Regions from separate parts of the Mus musculus genome. Here all the other regions are linked to region 2. The links are chromatin contacts, called in public HiChIP or PLAC-seq and promoter capture Hi-C maps. All regions are on one chromosome and are shown on one strand. Each heading gives the region's core, a stretch centred on a gene start, on an enhancer-like site or on the middle of the called end of the contact. The rest is flanking DNA. Distances are from core to core; before and after follow the strand shown.

Region 1 (4,787 bases), core at 436-2,935, 130 kb before region 2:
TCTCCTGGGTATAGACTTTATCCAACTTAAGGCTTATTAGTCAAGGATTTCCTTAAAATTGTCTACAGACGGACTGCTTCAGCATAGTGTGTCAGCACACATCCACTTGGGTGAGTTTGCAGAAGCATGTTAAACACTTTTGTGGGGCTGGGTGGGCCGTTCTCACTCTTTCTGCCTTCTGTTCTCATTGCTGGTTTATTCATCTATGGTTTGGAGTTTAGAGATTAAAGAAGGCAAGAATGTATTCAATCTGCCATCTTGAACTGCGTCTTCAGTATAGTTTTTTGTATTGTACATAACATTTAAAAATAGTTAATATAGACTGTAGCCATTGCGTGGTCTTTCTTAGGAGATTTCTTGGGGTGCTGGCTTCCATTCACTCTACCCATGCCAGTGGGGTCATCGTCCTTTCAATGTCATTTCATTCTTTTAAGTTTTCTTCATTCTCCAAGCAATCAGATATTTATGAAATCCTAGTTCCCAGGACTGATCCCTCCTTTTGTGGATCACACAGTGGAACTCAACTAGGAATGATCTAGTCCTAGCCTTCTCTTGTATAGCTCTATTGAAGTGTACTAGAGGGAGTAGTCAGTTACCAGGGCTTGGGAAAGAAGTCAGTATAGTGAGCATTTAAATCTCTCCTACCTTGGCCCAAAGTGTTCTTCACTATATCAAAATAAATGTTTGACCTCAGAGATTGCTCAGTGGTTATGAACATGTGTTGTTCTTGCAGAGAACCCAGGTTTGATTCCTAGCTCCCATATGGAAGCCCACAACCATCTGTAATTTGAGTTCCAAGGGATCCAACACTATTCTGCCCTCCTTGGGAGTACTGCATGCAAGTACTCTTAACCACAGAGGCATTTCCCCAACTCTAGGCAGAGAGCTCTTTTATTCTAAGAATCAGACTTTGTTTTTCTCAAGTCAAAGATTTATGATACAGTGATTTTGTAAGGGAAGTCAGGTTTACTATGATATAGTGATCTTGGAAGGAATTATTTCTATAATTATAGTCTTCTGCGTTGTTTTCTATTTAGATAATTTAGAAAATGGCAAGTACATTGTAAAGCTTACTTTTTGCTAAGATTGATATATTAACAAATATATAATATATGTTATAGTAGCAATACATACTTATATATGTTTTATATATGGTATGCATGTTATATATAACATTATTATATACATATATGTTATTATAACTTACATGTATTAACTTGAGCTTTTCAACAGACCTATGAAATAAGTAGTACTACTCTTCCATTTTTTATGTAAGGAAACCATAGTGAAGAGGAAATCGGTTTTACAAGATATTTTGGTTCTAGAGTGGGTCCCAAACCAGATGTCTGGCTTTGTCATCTACATTCAACTAGCAAGGTCAGGCCTTGTTCCTGACAATTCTGTTTTCAGAACCCAGTGGCCTTGTCCTTGAACTTAAATGTAGTCACCTATAACCTTGAGAATTCTGTCTCTACAGATTTTCTGACATTGTACTTACTCCGTTCAGCAGCTGCTTCCAATCTGCATTCCTGGTGTTCAGATACCACCGGGTCAGACATTTTTCTGGGTTTGTTTGTGAGGGTGTTTTGGGTAAATTAGCATTTGAATTGGTAGGCAGAGTAAAGTATGGTCTCCTTTTGTGGATGGGTCTCTGCCCCTCAATTTGAATTCCTGGATAGAACAAAAGAACTCTGCTCGGAGAGAACTTCTGCCCCTGCAGACCTTGTAACTGGCTAACCTTGTAAGGAGAGGTGTCTACAAGTGTCTCTCTTTCTCTCTCTCTCTCCCTCCCCCCATATGTGTATGTTGTGCTTTAATTTATGTGTATGAGTCTGTTCATAATATACGCAAATTTCCATATCATGTATATGTACATATATTCTGTTAGTTGCTCCTTTCCATAAATCTGATTAATACAGAAACCAATTTTTACCAATAAGGGAAATTTTTAGTGATATGAACGTTTAGAAAAAGTTGAAAAGACTATATTAGATTTGCAAATATCATGTCATAAGTTCTTATAATGTGGTAGATTATGGAAAGACAAAAAAACAGGATGATAACACTTCTGCTAATTGGAAAGTTGACTTTAAAAGTATTAGAAATTATTGTTCACAAAATATACTACTACAGGAGAAAGGAAAGGAAGAAAAAAAAGAAAGAAAGATGCCAGGATGACTGTAGAGGGAGCTATCTGATCAGCTCAGATATTAAAGAACAACTTAATGATGAAAGAAGTTGAAACCAGTCTGCCCTTAAGGAGGGACTTACGAGACAGAAACAGAAAAAACAAAAGTAAACGGTTTATCCATAAAAGTTACATTCAAGTAATTGTAACATGCTGTAGGTAAAAAGGGTGGGATGCTTTATTCCCGGTGATAGGCCAGAAAGGGTGAGAGCTTGAGCCATGCTCTGCGGCTCTCTAGAGCACAGAGGAGACCTTGTCATCCTCATTCAGCACAGTCTTCTCTTCCCAGCTAAATCCTAGACTGCAGTATGTTGCAAAGAGCCTAAAAAGAGAGCAAAAGTATACTGTGAGGGTAGCCGTCACAGAGCCCCAGCCATGGACTTAAATTCCACCGTTGTTAGAGTATGCAACTCCAGACATTGCAAACATACTTATATTTAAAGTTCAGTCACTCAGCACTTATTTATTAAGTACTGACCTGTTCCTAACAGCATACAGACACTGAGGATACATAGGAGACAAATATAAGACAATCCCTTTGGAAGCTTGAAGAATCCCAGAACCCAGGCCAGAAATTGAGGATAGGTTTAGATTTAAACAAGAAGGTTCCAAACCTGGAGACACAGCCCATATTAACTATCTGGTGGACAATAGCTGTGAGATTTGGGGGTTTGGATCATAGATTCATCTCTTTATTCTGCTCTTACAGGCTAGTTTGTATTATCAACTTCATTGAAATAAATTAGAAATACTTGTGAAGAAACAATGTCCATTAAGGAATTACCCTGATCAAATTATCCTATGGTCATGTCTATGAAAGATTATCATGATTAGTCAATGATATGGGAGGACACAGCCTGTTGTGGGTAGCACCATTCATACATAGACTCATGGGCCTAAGCTGCTTAAGAAAGCTACCTGAGCATGAACCAGAGCAAGTCAGTAACTAGCCTACCTCCATGGTCTCTGCTTCCCTTCCAAGGCAAACTCTTACAAGGACAACATTTAATTAGAGTTAACTTACAGGTTCATAGGTTCAGTCCATAGTCATCAAGGCAGGAACATGGCAGTATCCAGGCAGGCATGGTGCGGTGCAGGAGGAGCTGCTACATCTTCATCTGAAGGCTGCTAGCAGAATACTAGCTAGCTTCCAGGCAGCTAAGATGAGGGGCTTTTTTTTTTTGTTTTTGTTTTTTCCGAGACAGGGTTTCTCTGTATAGCTCTGGCTGTCCTGGAACTCGCTTTGTAAACCAGACTGGCCTCGAACTCAGAAATTCGTCTGCCTCTGCCTTCCAAGTGCTGGGATTAAAGGCATGCGCCACCACACCCAGTTTATGATGAGGGTCTTAAAGCCCACACCCACACTGACACACCTACTCCAACAAGGCCATACCCTCTAATAGTGCCACTCTCTGGGCCAAGCATATACAAACCACATTTTATTCCCTGGCCTCCATAGGCTTGTTCCAACATAAAGTATATGGGGGCCATACCTACCCATAGCATAATAAAAAATACATTTAGTCCAACTTCTAAAACTCCCATAGTCAATAGCAGTCTCAACGATGTTAAAAGTCCGAAGTTCAAAGACTCTTCTGAGATTGATCCAGTCACTTAACTAATTCCCCAAAGCAAAACAGGAAACCAGCTGGGCAAACTCCAGACTCTGCATCTCCATGTCTGGTGTCAAAGCAGTCTTCAGATCTCCAACTCCTTTTTTCATCTTTGTTGACTGCAACAAACTTCTTTCTCCTGGGCTGGTTCCACTTCCTGTTACCAGCTTTCCTCAGCAGATAACTCACAGCTCTGGCATCTCAAACATCTTGGGGTCTCCAAGCAACTCCAGTGTTACAGCTTGTTTCAATGTCTGCAACCCACACATGATCTTCTGGACTCCTCCAAAGGGTTGGGGTCACTTCTCCAGCTCTGCCCTCTGTAGCACTCTAAGCTCAGGTTGATCCACTTCCAAGTTGCTTTTTCTCAGGATGTTTTTTTATCACAGTATCAGGAAACTAGAGAAGTGGTTCTCAACCTCCCTAATGATGTGACTTTTAAATAAGTTCCTCATCTTGTGAGGATTTCCAACCATAAAATTATTTTTGTTGCTACCTCATAACTATTAATTTTACTACTCATATGAACCATAATATAAATATTTTTTGGAGATAGAGGGTTACTAGGGATGATGACCTACAGGTTGAGAATCACTGATCTAGTGGCTAATAATGCTGGTGTGACATCTCCAGAGCTTCTAGTGCTAAGATTTGTCTCAGTAATAATTTGGGGGTTGTTTTATAATAAAATGCTGAATATGATATGTATTCATTCACTCAACAAATGTTAGTAGAAAGTTTACTATGTGTCAAAGCCTATTCCAGATGCTGGGGATACACCAGAGAGTAAAAGTTCCCATCATAATAAAACTTCTGGTACTAGTCATAGTGGTAGAGTCAAATTTCTAACAAATGCATGTGGTTTTCAGTAGATTAATAAAGATAGGTAAAGCAGACAGGAGAAATGAGTTCTGGGAGGTCTTTATTCTAAGTGTGTCTTCTCAGGAGGTTACATTTGAATAGAGGTTGAAAGGACTTCTGAGTGA
Region 2 (4,474 bases), core at 46-2,545:
TTCCACAGCTATCTGGATTTACCTTTATAACTACAGCTGCCCATTCTCTATTACTCTAATATAAACTCCACCAAACCCAGCACTGCTCACCACACAACTTCAAGTTTTGTCTGTTGAGCAAATATTCCTTATTTGCAATATGATTCTTAGACAGCACATCCTTATGGGTAAGAGTCCTAGCTAATTGTTCTAGAATGAAGTTTGACATTAGGATTACATAAATATGTAAGAGAATCAGGGAGAAAGAAAAAGAGGAGCGGGTGGATGAGAGGCAGGGAGAGAGAGGGTGGGGGAGAAGTCTCTTATGAACTTAGGCAAGTACCACCTCTCTTGAGTCTGTTGTTTTAGTGGCAGCGTGGAGATCACACACACACACACACACACACACACACACACACACACACACACACGTTTAAGGCTCTCTATCTAGAGAATTAAATGAAACTATACAAAAGGCTGTGGCACAGTGCCTTGGGCACACAAACAAGCTAAATAATTTGTGGTTATTTCTGGGCTGAGTGCCTAAAAAAATGAAGAGATGGGTAGATGAGAGGTGACTGAGGTCTTTCCAAACATCCACAAATTCTGGATCCTCTGTCTCCTGTGCCAGGGAAATGCTGGCAACCTTCGCATTTCCAATCAGCTTCTTAGAAAACCAATCAGGACCTGCAAAGCTCCAGGTGAGCCTCAGCGTCTTTCCGGAGGGCCATACATCTGTCCTCATTTCTTATCTGAGCCTCCACCTTCTCCAAATCACCATCACGCTGTGCATCCATTCTTTGTTGGAAAATCTTGGCTCTAAACCCCGCATTTGGGCGCGTGACACCCCTGGGCCCGCGGTTTCTGCTCAGACCGCGCTTTCCAAGTTTAAAGAAGGTACTGAGATCTCGGCAGGTGTAGTCTACCCTCCAGCCTTCGCTCCATACAACCGAGAACGTGCTTTGGACCCACGCGTGGCTCCAGAGCCCTGAGGGATGCTAGGTTTGCATCTGGGCGGAGAAATGGGGTGCCAAGAGCGTCTAGCACGCGCACCAGCTCGTACTTCCTGATCCTGGGCGCGGCCGCTCACAGCGCAGGGTCCGGAGCGGAATCAGGCGCTTCTCCTGCAGTGGGCGAGCGCCCCCGTCCCGGGTCCCTACCTGGCGCGCCTGCTCTGCGGCGGCCGCGGCAAACCCCCGCCCGCGGCGCGCACCCCTGACCCGGCCCCGCCCCCGGCGGCCGCGAGTAGCGGGCGGAGCGCGGAGAGGCGCGCTGGGCTGTGCGGCGCCGCCTCCCCTCCGCGCCGAGGGAGGGACGAGGGGCCGCGCGGGAGACGGAGAAAGCCCGAGCGAGCGGCTCTCCGAGAGCTGCATGCAACCGGTGGGAGGCCGACCCGGCTGGCGCTGCGGCTCGGGTGGGGAGCGCGGACCGGCCGGTGGCGGCGGCGGCGGCGGCAGCTCTGAGCTGGCAGGCGGAGGGCTTTCTCCCGCGCCCGCCTGCCCGGCGCGGTCCGAGGATGCGGGGGGGCGATGCCCGGGGCCAGGGACGCGCTCTGTCACCAGGCGCTGCAGCTGCTGGCCGAGCTCTGTGCCCGAGGGGCCCTGGAGCACGACAGCTGCCAAGATTTCATCTACCACCTGCGGGACCGTGCCAGACCCCGGCTCCGCGACCCAGGTAAGCGCGGCCGCCGCCGCTGGCGGGCGCGACTCGAGGGCCCTGAAATGGGGACTTGGGGACCTAGCCAGGGCCTGAGGCAGGAGAGCGACGCAGACTGGAGGAGGGCAATGGGTGACCATTGAGCCCAAGTAGGTCTCCACAACCAGCGCACCACGGCCTGATGCTGGAACCCGGCGAACTCGGGCGGAGGCTGCCGCGCGGAGGCCGAGCCAGGGTGGGCTGGGGCAGGCTTGGAGGAACCACGCCCGCCACCTGCGCTGGGCTCCTGGGGGCGGCTCCTGAGCTCGGGGCTGCGCCCGCCACTTCACTCGCGAGCGCCCGGGAGCCAGGCGAGGCCACGGAGGCCTCGGAGCTGGGAGTGGGATCTGAGAGCCAAGGAAACTCTGTGAAGTTGGGAGTTTGGCACAGCCGGGCTGATTTCCACCCGAAGCTGCTCAACCTGAGTGCCCAGTTTCCCCCCAGGCTCTACTGTGGAAAGGACCAGACAAGATCTTGTCTGGGGCCGGGCCCCAGAGTCACACGACTAGAGCGGCTGGGCCTGAACCCTCTCCTTTCATGTCTCAAGGTGCTTAGGCAATGAGGCCTTGGCTCCCAGTTTGTCTCGCAGTGATAGCTTGGCACACTAGAGTGGTGGGCTTGCTGCAGCTGGCAGTTGTCCTAGTGAAAGTTGTGAGGCTCCTAACTTTGTAAAGTTCGCTTACTTTGGCATCTGACCAATTAAGGTCAGAGGAAGGTGTTTTATTTGAGCAGTTTGCAAGTCCTACTGTTTTCTTACTCATCATTGGGCACTGGAAAGATGCATTCATTCCTTTTGGATATTTCCTGAGCATCTTCTAGGCTGGAGGACTCATAATCTCGAATATTTTTCCAGTCTAAGTGTTTTAAATGTTAAAAGGCAAATCATGGTTAGACTGTTAAAAGAGGGATGAAAGAATGGCCTTTGCCTTGATGTTCCTGTGTGCAGACATTGGCAATAAGCAATTGCTGTGCAAACAAGTAAATGTGAGCATTTCTCATTTCAAGCCAGTTCATTCTATAAAAATACATTTACAAAGGATAAAGAGTGACTTGACTTTTAACTAGGAACGAGCCCATTTAAACAACCTACCTTTAATAGGACAATGCTCAGTGTGTGTGGCAAAGGCAGGTGTTAAAAGTTTGTCACATTTTTCTGTACTCAGAGGATCTATTTTTTTTTCATGCTCATGGTTACATTAATAAATTTCTCAAATGATCTCCAATCTTTTACTCCAAAGGGGAGAATTAAGTGGAGAACTACAGATTGCAGTGATTTCCCTGGAGGCTTGGTTGTCCAGCTTCTGAGTGGCTCTTTGATGGATGAGCGTGTGCCCCACAGACCACAGATATGAATGGAAGTGCCTCACCTCCCCCCAGGAATCCCAGAAAGATGCTCTGAGTGTGGGGTGTTCTGTGCTTACATAGCAGGACCAAGCTCATTATTAACACACTTTTCCCAAAGCTCATGTTAGTACTGACACCTCTCTTTGTGTTCCTGCCCCTGTGAAGCAGATTTTCCTTGTTATCTCAGACAAGTTGTCATCTTTGGCTTTACAAGAGAAGGGGGATGCAGCCTGTCTCTGAATTGGGCTTTAATAAGCCACATCTTTCTGGTCAGTTCTCTCTCTCTTCCATTTAATGAAGTGACTGCTTCCCATGTGCCTAGACTCTCCCAGTTTCCACACTGGGTGGGCCTGAAGGAAGAGTCCCAAGCATACTCCTTACAAGAGGAACTCTGGTTCCTGAACTGGGAAATTGCTTTCAATGACTGTCTTGCTGTTCCCTGACTTCCTGAAAGCTGTGTTCTGCTTAAACTAGGGCACATGGCTTTGAGGTAGCTCCTGCCCCTCTGGCTCTTTTCATTGTGTCAGGAAGTAGCCTGAGCTTGAGACAGGAGAAGGGCCCTGAAATTAAGAAAGTGGGAGGAATTTATAGCCAAAGATGCATTTAACACACCACCCTCTCTTTCAGGGCACATCTGCTCAGTCCAGACCTCCCCATCCCTCTCCCTTCCTCACCTTGCTCACAGTAATTCTTACATACATCTCGTGAGTGCATGTCCTTTCCTCTGAAGCTGTTCGTGCAAACCAAGAGTGCCCTTAATCTCTGAGCCCTAAAGATGAGTGGCTGAAGAGGCTGCACTGCGCATGCTAGGTGAACGGCTGTTGGGTAGTTTGACCCAGAACAGCTATGGACAGCTGCCCTGATGGGTCCCCAGAGAGTCCTCTCTGTAAATGGGTGACTTCCTTTTCTGTGAAAGAACCCACGAATGCCACGTTGCAGCCTTGTCTGCCTGATGCTTATCCATGGCTCCCCCATGGTGGCTGTTTTCTCAAGCGCCATTAAAGATTTGAGTTATAAAGGGAGAAAACAAGCAATTCCCAGCAGAGTGGCACTGCATCTGGGATGATTTCCCCCCTTTTCAGAGATGGGGTAAGACAGGCTCACAAGCCAGCGGACTTGAGGCACCAGGAAGAGCATGTGGAAGGCTCGGAGGCAGAAGCATTGTTGCTGTCACTTAAGAAACACTCACTTCAGGTGCGGCTGGAGGTGGAGTGTGGTAAGAAATCTGGTCAAGGGTTAGATAGGGCAGATCTTGTAGGGCTTGTAAACTATTAGAAGGACTTTGCTTTTTACTCTGAATTAGATTCGACCATTAGACGTTTTGGAGAAGTCTCAGCCAGACTGCTGTGTGAGAAGATACTGTATATAGAAAAGCAAGAGTGAAGTTAGTGGTTTGTTCCAGAAACCAGGAAGGGGTGCAAAGTTCAGCATGGCCCTAATGGAGGAGCTGAGCTGT
Region 3 (4,974 bases), core at 2,439-4,938, 200 kb after region 2:
TGGACAGTCAGATGTGGCTCCTGTGGAGGATGAATGGGGGCAGTGGTAAAAGCTGAAGTAAGAAAGGTTGGCCAAGGTCATGTTGTAAAGAGCTTCTTTCATTTTGCCATAAATCAGTCAATGCTTTATCTAGAGATGAACACAGGGAATTAGAGGCGGCTGCAATCACTCATGCAGGAAACAAGGCAATTACTTGTAAGAGGCTGAAAGATTGGAGCAAGACATTAAGGCAATAGCTATTAGGTGGGGGTGGGTAACAGGAGTGGTGAATGACAGATAAATGGATAAAGGCTGGGGAAAAGAAAAAGGAATCAAAACAGAGAGACAAGAAAGCAGAAAGACCCTACTCACATCTACATCAAGAATCCCTGTCTCCCTATGGGGTTCTGTTGAGCTTGTTCTGGCCCCACTCCCTCGGTCAGGGAGGTTCTCCTCTTTACAGACTTTTTCAGAGTTGTCCAGCATCTCTCTGTGGGGTTCTGTTGAGTTTGTTCTGACCCTCCATGATCAGGAAGATTTTCTCAGACTTTCTCGGAGTTGTGCAGTATCTCTCAGCACCATGGAGGATGCTGGGAGCTAGGACAGCTCTAGACATCAAGTGATCAGTTAATTAACATGAAGAAAATGTAACAGAAGGAGCCAGTAATAATGAAGTTGGCTACCTGATCAGTCACTTAGGGAAGGCACTTAAAGTGGAGCTCACAGATCTAGGACTACTGACCTGGATCCATCCACACTGAGGAAACAGCAGTGTGTCTCTAAGAGTTGGAGTGTTTCCTGTAAGGATACTGAATCAGGAAAGCCAAGGAGCTTGGTATTTATAGAGGAACATGGAGGGTCACAGTACTTGCTTACTATCCTTATTCATAATAAGCTTAGAGTGATAGCCAAGCCCGGAGGTTAGATGTGAAGAAAACACTAGACAAGGTGAATGACTTTCTGTGCTGTCTTCCCATCCTCTTGAACACAGCAACCACTCAGTAGGATTACTGTGAGCAAAACTAGACACAGCAAGCCGGTATGTGTCAGTCAAAGTTGCGACAGTCTCCAGGGTAAGCTTACTTTTTCTTTATGACCTCTCTTGTCACACACACACACACACACACGCACACGCACACGCACACGCACACGCACACACACACACACACACACACACACCAGGAATCTGTCCTCTGTCTCACTTGTTCTAATGTTTAGAGGGGCTTGCATAGGATTTTATATCTCTGTTTGGGATTTGAAGGAATTAAAATCTCTAGAATAGAACAGTTATGGCCAGTCAGAAGTTAAGCTTTTCCCTGGGAACCTGATGACTACAGAGAGAGGCAGGGGCCTGAGTCACTAACAGGCAGAGACAGGAGTCCCTTCCAAGTGTGGGTCAGTCAGGCTGGAGTCCACACCTTCAAAAAGCAGGAGTGACAGTAAGGCAAGAGTGATCCTGAGAACTTGGAAACAGCTGAGGTTTAAGCAAGGAGATACCTCTTCACTAACTGCTTGGGGGCGGGGGAGGGGGGTCTTTAGGCTTCACTGTGTACACGTGCTTGCTTGGTAAAAAATAATAATAATAATAATGCACATATATTATAGGAAGACCAGAGGAGGGGTATGCACTGTCATACACAGTGTTGATTGTGATATACCAAGGACTTCCTCCTCTGAATCTTTTCCGTCTTAACTCAAAATCCCATGGGTAGGATTTAAGGCATTTGTGGAAGAAAAGACACTTTGGGGAGAGCATTCCCTCTTTGATAAGAAGACTGAGTCAGATAGATTTTTTTTTTTAATTGATGCTGGAGATGGAACCAGGCAGTGGGCTTGCTAATTTACTGCTGATCTGAGTCCTCAGAATTTTTTAAATAACCCATCAACTTCAATATGTGCTGTCCATATAGCTCTAGATCTAGGGCTATCCACTGGAGCATGATGGACTGACAAGGAGCCAGAGCCTTAGAGAAAACTGACTCTCTTCACCTAAGATGCCATCAGCTGTCCATGGCTCCTCAGTTAGGGGTGGGAGTTCACAAACCTCTTCCTATTCCATGCTGGAAGATGACTGACTTGATCTTGTGCAGATCTTGTGCAGGCAACCATGCCTTCTGTGAATTAATGTGTGCAGAAGTCCTATCATCTCCAAAAGATGCTGTTTTTCTCTAGTCCTCTTCAAAATCTGGCTTTTATAATCTTCCTGTTCCCTCTTTCCTGATGGTACTTGAGCCTTGGGGCAAGGCTGTGACATACATGTCCCACTTGTAGCTTAGTTTGCTACAGTCATTGATTTCTTGGTAGTTTGCTCACTTGTGAGCTTCTGTGTTAACCACCATCTCTTGGGAGAGAGATTTCTCTGATACTAAGGACTGCACTAATATGTGGGAAGAAAGACACAGATGTCCGAGGCAGTTTGGTTTTGGTTTTGTTTTGTTTTTAAATAAGGATGTAAGAGAAGTTAGCTAAAGTTCAGGCAGTTTTGGAAGGAGTTCAAAGATGGTTCTCTGAAACAAGAGCAATTGTTCTTAACAATAAGGAGATGGTGCTTGGAACATTACCAAGGATATAGGGAAGAACCAGTTAGCGACCAAAATCATATCAAAGAAGAGGAGAGAGGAACATCTATTAAGAACTAGGATATTCAAGAGCTACCAATAAGAAATGTTCAGATTTTAGATTTCAGCTACTTGTGTATGGATCAAATGCAAACTCAGGTCTTCTACCTCCCGACCAGGGCTCTTTCCATATTCCATAAATGCTCCAATTTCCCCTATTTTAAAAAGTGATTCATTAACAATGCAAAATAAAACAGAACAGAAGATGGAGGTGGGGTCCTGGGCCTGCCTATGGAAAAAGAGGTAAAGGTGGGGAGGCACTAGCACAGGAAACATAAACATGGAAGGTTTTATGGCTTTGCTCCAGCAACGGGATTTCTCTTTAGCTGGCCTGAGGGTCTGGTTTCCAGGCTGCTGCTAATGGGAATTCTGACACTGATGATGGGAAACTCGAGGACTTTCTCACAGTGGGATTACATTTCCTGATGACTCAGTGTCCCAAAAACCACTGTGTCAATCATTCATTCTCATCCTAAAAATTTTCTTCTGGGCCAGGAGAGATGGCTCAGTGGTTAGAAGCACCTGCTGCTCTTGCAGAGGACTGGAGTTCAGTTCCCAGGAATCATATCAGAGAGATTGTAACTCTGGACCCAGGAATCTCTGAGGCCACGTTCTGGCCACTGTGGGCCCCATATTTTCATGCATACATGTGTACATGAATTAAAAAATAAATCTAAAGAAAAAGGAAAAAAATTTTTTTCTTCTAAGTTCAATCCTGACAATTCTCAGCTGTTGGTCTGGGTAGCCAGGCCTGTGCCCACTGTACCCCTCTGCCCACAGAGCAATGCTGCCCTGTACACTTTTCTGAGATGGCATAGATCAGCATTCACATTTCCTTGCTATGCCTTTAAGAGCTACGAGAATGCAAGAAACAGAGGTGGGGTCTCCTAACAGAACTTCTTGGAAAAAGATCCTAGGAATTTCTGCCAGAAACTGAACTGAAATTCCAACACTGAGACCTTGGGGGGTGGCCTGTGTTGAGCTAGGCCTGCGATTGGACTGCACAGTCTATTAAGGAGGAGGGAACCAAAAGTAAAAGAGTTGGGGGAGGGGAGAGGAGAAAAGACCTCCCCTCCCCTTCCCCAACCCGTACACTCTGAACCTGGAAGCTGTAAGTAGCCATTAGCCTGGAGAGGGTCTGTGCATGGCCAAGCTGAGGGCAGCAGACACTGGACCCCCGGAGCTCTCTGCAACCAAGTGAACACGTAAGGCCTGCAGAGACTGGCTTGCCAACAGCTGGACTTGATCACCAGCTTGAAACTGAGATCATGCACCGGGTAGAATAACAAGCGGACTTTGTTCTCTCTGGCTATGCAAAGCGTTGTTTTCCAAGGAATTGCCACAGCAGCAGACAGAAAACCAGAGATCACCACCCGGACCCCTGAGTCGTTTTAGAGAACCAGAGTTCCTGGGAAGTGTGCAGGATGGTGGTGGCCCTTCAAGAAGCTTCTGCTTCCCTGGTTCTCTTCCTTGCAGCATTTCTGCCCCCACCACAACATGCCCAGGACCCAGCCATGGTACACTACATCTACCAGCGCTTCCAAGTCCTCGAGGTAGGTGACCTGTCTTCCCTTCACAGGGAGTATGCCTCTTGGAAGTCACTCTGCTGTGCCCCCACTTTGCTGTCAACTAGGGTGCATGTCTTCCTGATACAGAATGAATCACTGCTAAGATGACATTTACAGATGTGCATAGCCTAGCAGCTCAGATGCCACCTCCATTGCAGGCCGCTTGTACTTTCCCCTGGCAGTTTTTCTAACCTATAAAATGGACATAGTGATAGAATTTAGGTTCAAATGATACTCTGCAGATTTAATAAAGAGATTTCAAATTAGGGATGTTTTATTTGGGTCATTAATCCATACTCAGAACATAGCCTAACTCACTGAGTAAATTCTCAGGTTGTTGAACATTCAAAACCAAATAGTTCAGTCTTCAATGTATGAATTAGAACTCTAGTCATGTTTTCTTCATCTTTTACTATATAGGGATGCTAAGTGATTCCAGCTTTTCTCTTTTCCTTTTTATGATAAACTGTTAAGTGAATATAAGACAATGTGGTGTTACATATGGAGGCTCACCATAGATTTTTGCTTTTTATTCCTAACTGGACTTGGGTTTGGAAATGAGATTTCCCAGCAATGTTAAACAGAGTGAGAGCATTTGAGGTAGAACTTTGTTAGAACAGTCAAAAACCCAGGGTCGGGAACATGACTCAATTGGTAAGAACTAGCCTAGCGTGCAGGAGCCTGGGGTTCAAGGCTCATCACTGCAGAAACCAGGTATGTTTTATGATATCAGCTGTAACAGCAGTACTCAGGGAGTGGAGGCAGGAGGATCAGGGGCTTCAGAGTCATCTTTGGCTAAACAGGAAGTT

The links. Promoter capture Hi-C pulls out the DNA fragments that hold promoters and counts their contacts. HiChIP or PLAC-seq counts read pairs in DNA pulled down with a chosen protein or histone mark.
Region 1: an H3K27ac HiChIP or PLAC-seq map of embryonic stem cells shows a contact between it and region 2, with 8 read pairs. The contact joins the enhancer-like site here to the promoter of Syt9 in region 2. A contact is called at or near these places in 3 of 39 promoter capture datasets (hippocampal neurons and liver), 6 of 484 Hi-C or Micro-C datasets (cerebellar granule neurons, cerebellum, cortical neurons and 2 more), 7 of 115 datasets of contacts at active chromatin or transcription factors (embryonic stem cells, forebrain and stem cell-derived neural progenitor cells) and 1 of 9 other capture datasets (pancreatic islet).
Region 3: a contact with region 2 is called in a promoter capture Hi-C map of liver, with 3 times the contacts expected there. The contact joins the promoter of Olfml1 here to the promoter of Syt9 in region 2. A contact is called at or near these places in 7 of 39 promoter capture datasets (cranial neural crest, embryonic stem cells, hippocampal neurons and 3 more), 5 of 484 Hi-C or Micro-C datasets (embryonic stem cells and uterus), 5 of 115 datasets of contacts at active chromatin or transcription factors (embryonic stem cells and stem cell-derived neural progenitor cells) and 1 of 9 other capture datasets (adipose tissue).

The regions. Positions count from the first base shown.
Region 1 is chr7:107,235,491-107,240,277 of GRCm38.p6, forward strand. No RefSeq gene overlaps it. Among named protein-coding and RNA genes, the nearest start is that of Rbmxl2, 28 kb to the left of the region's middle. Within about 2 kb of position 1,686, at least 15 of the 459 cell types and tissues checked have an H3K27ac peak or open chromatin away from gene starts, as enhancers often do. A contact at or near this core is called in embryonic stem cells, where this site is marked.
Region 2 is chr7:107,369,495-107,373,968 of GRCm38.p6, forward strand. It overlaps Syt9 (synaptotagmin IX), which reads left to right and starts at 1,296. Exons shown (of 7, transcript NM_021889.4): 1 at 1,296-1,653. The coding sequence starts at 1,509.
Region 3 is chr7:107,563,745-107,568,718 of GRCm38.p6, forward strand. Olfml1 (olfactomedin-like 1) reads left to right here and starts at 3,689. Exons shown (of 3, transcript NM_172907.3): 1 at 3,689-4,150. The coding sequence starts at 4,022.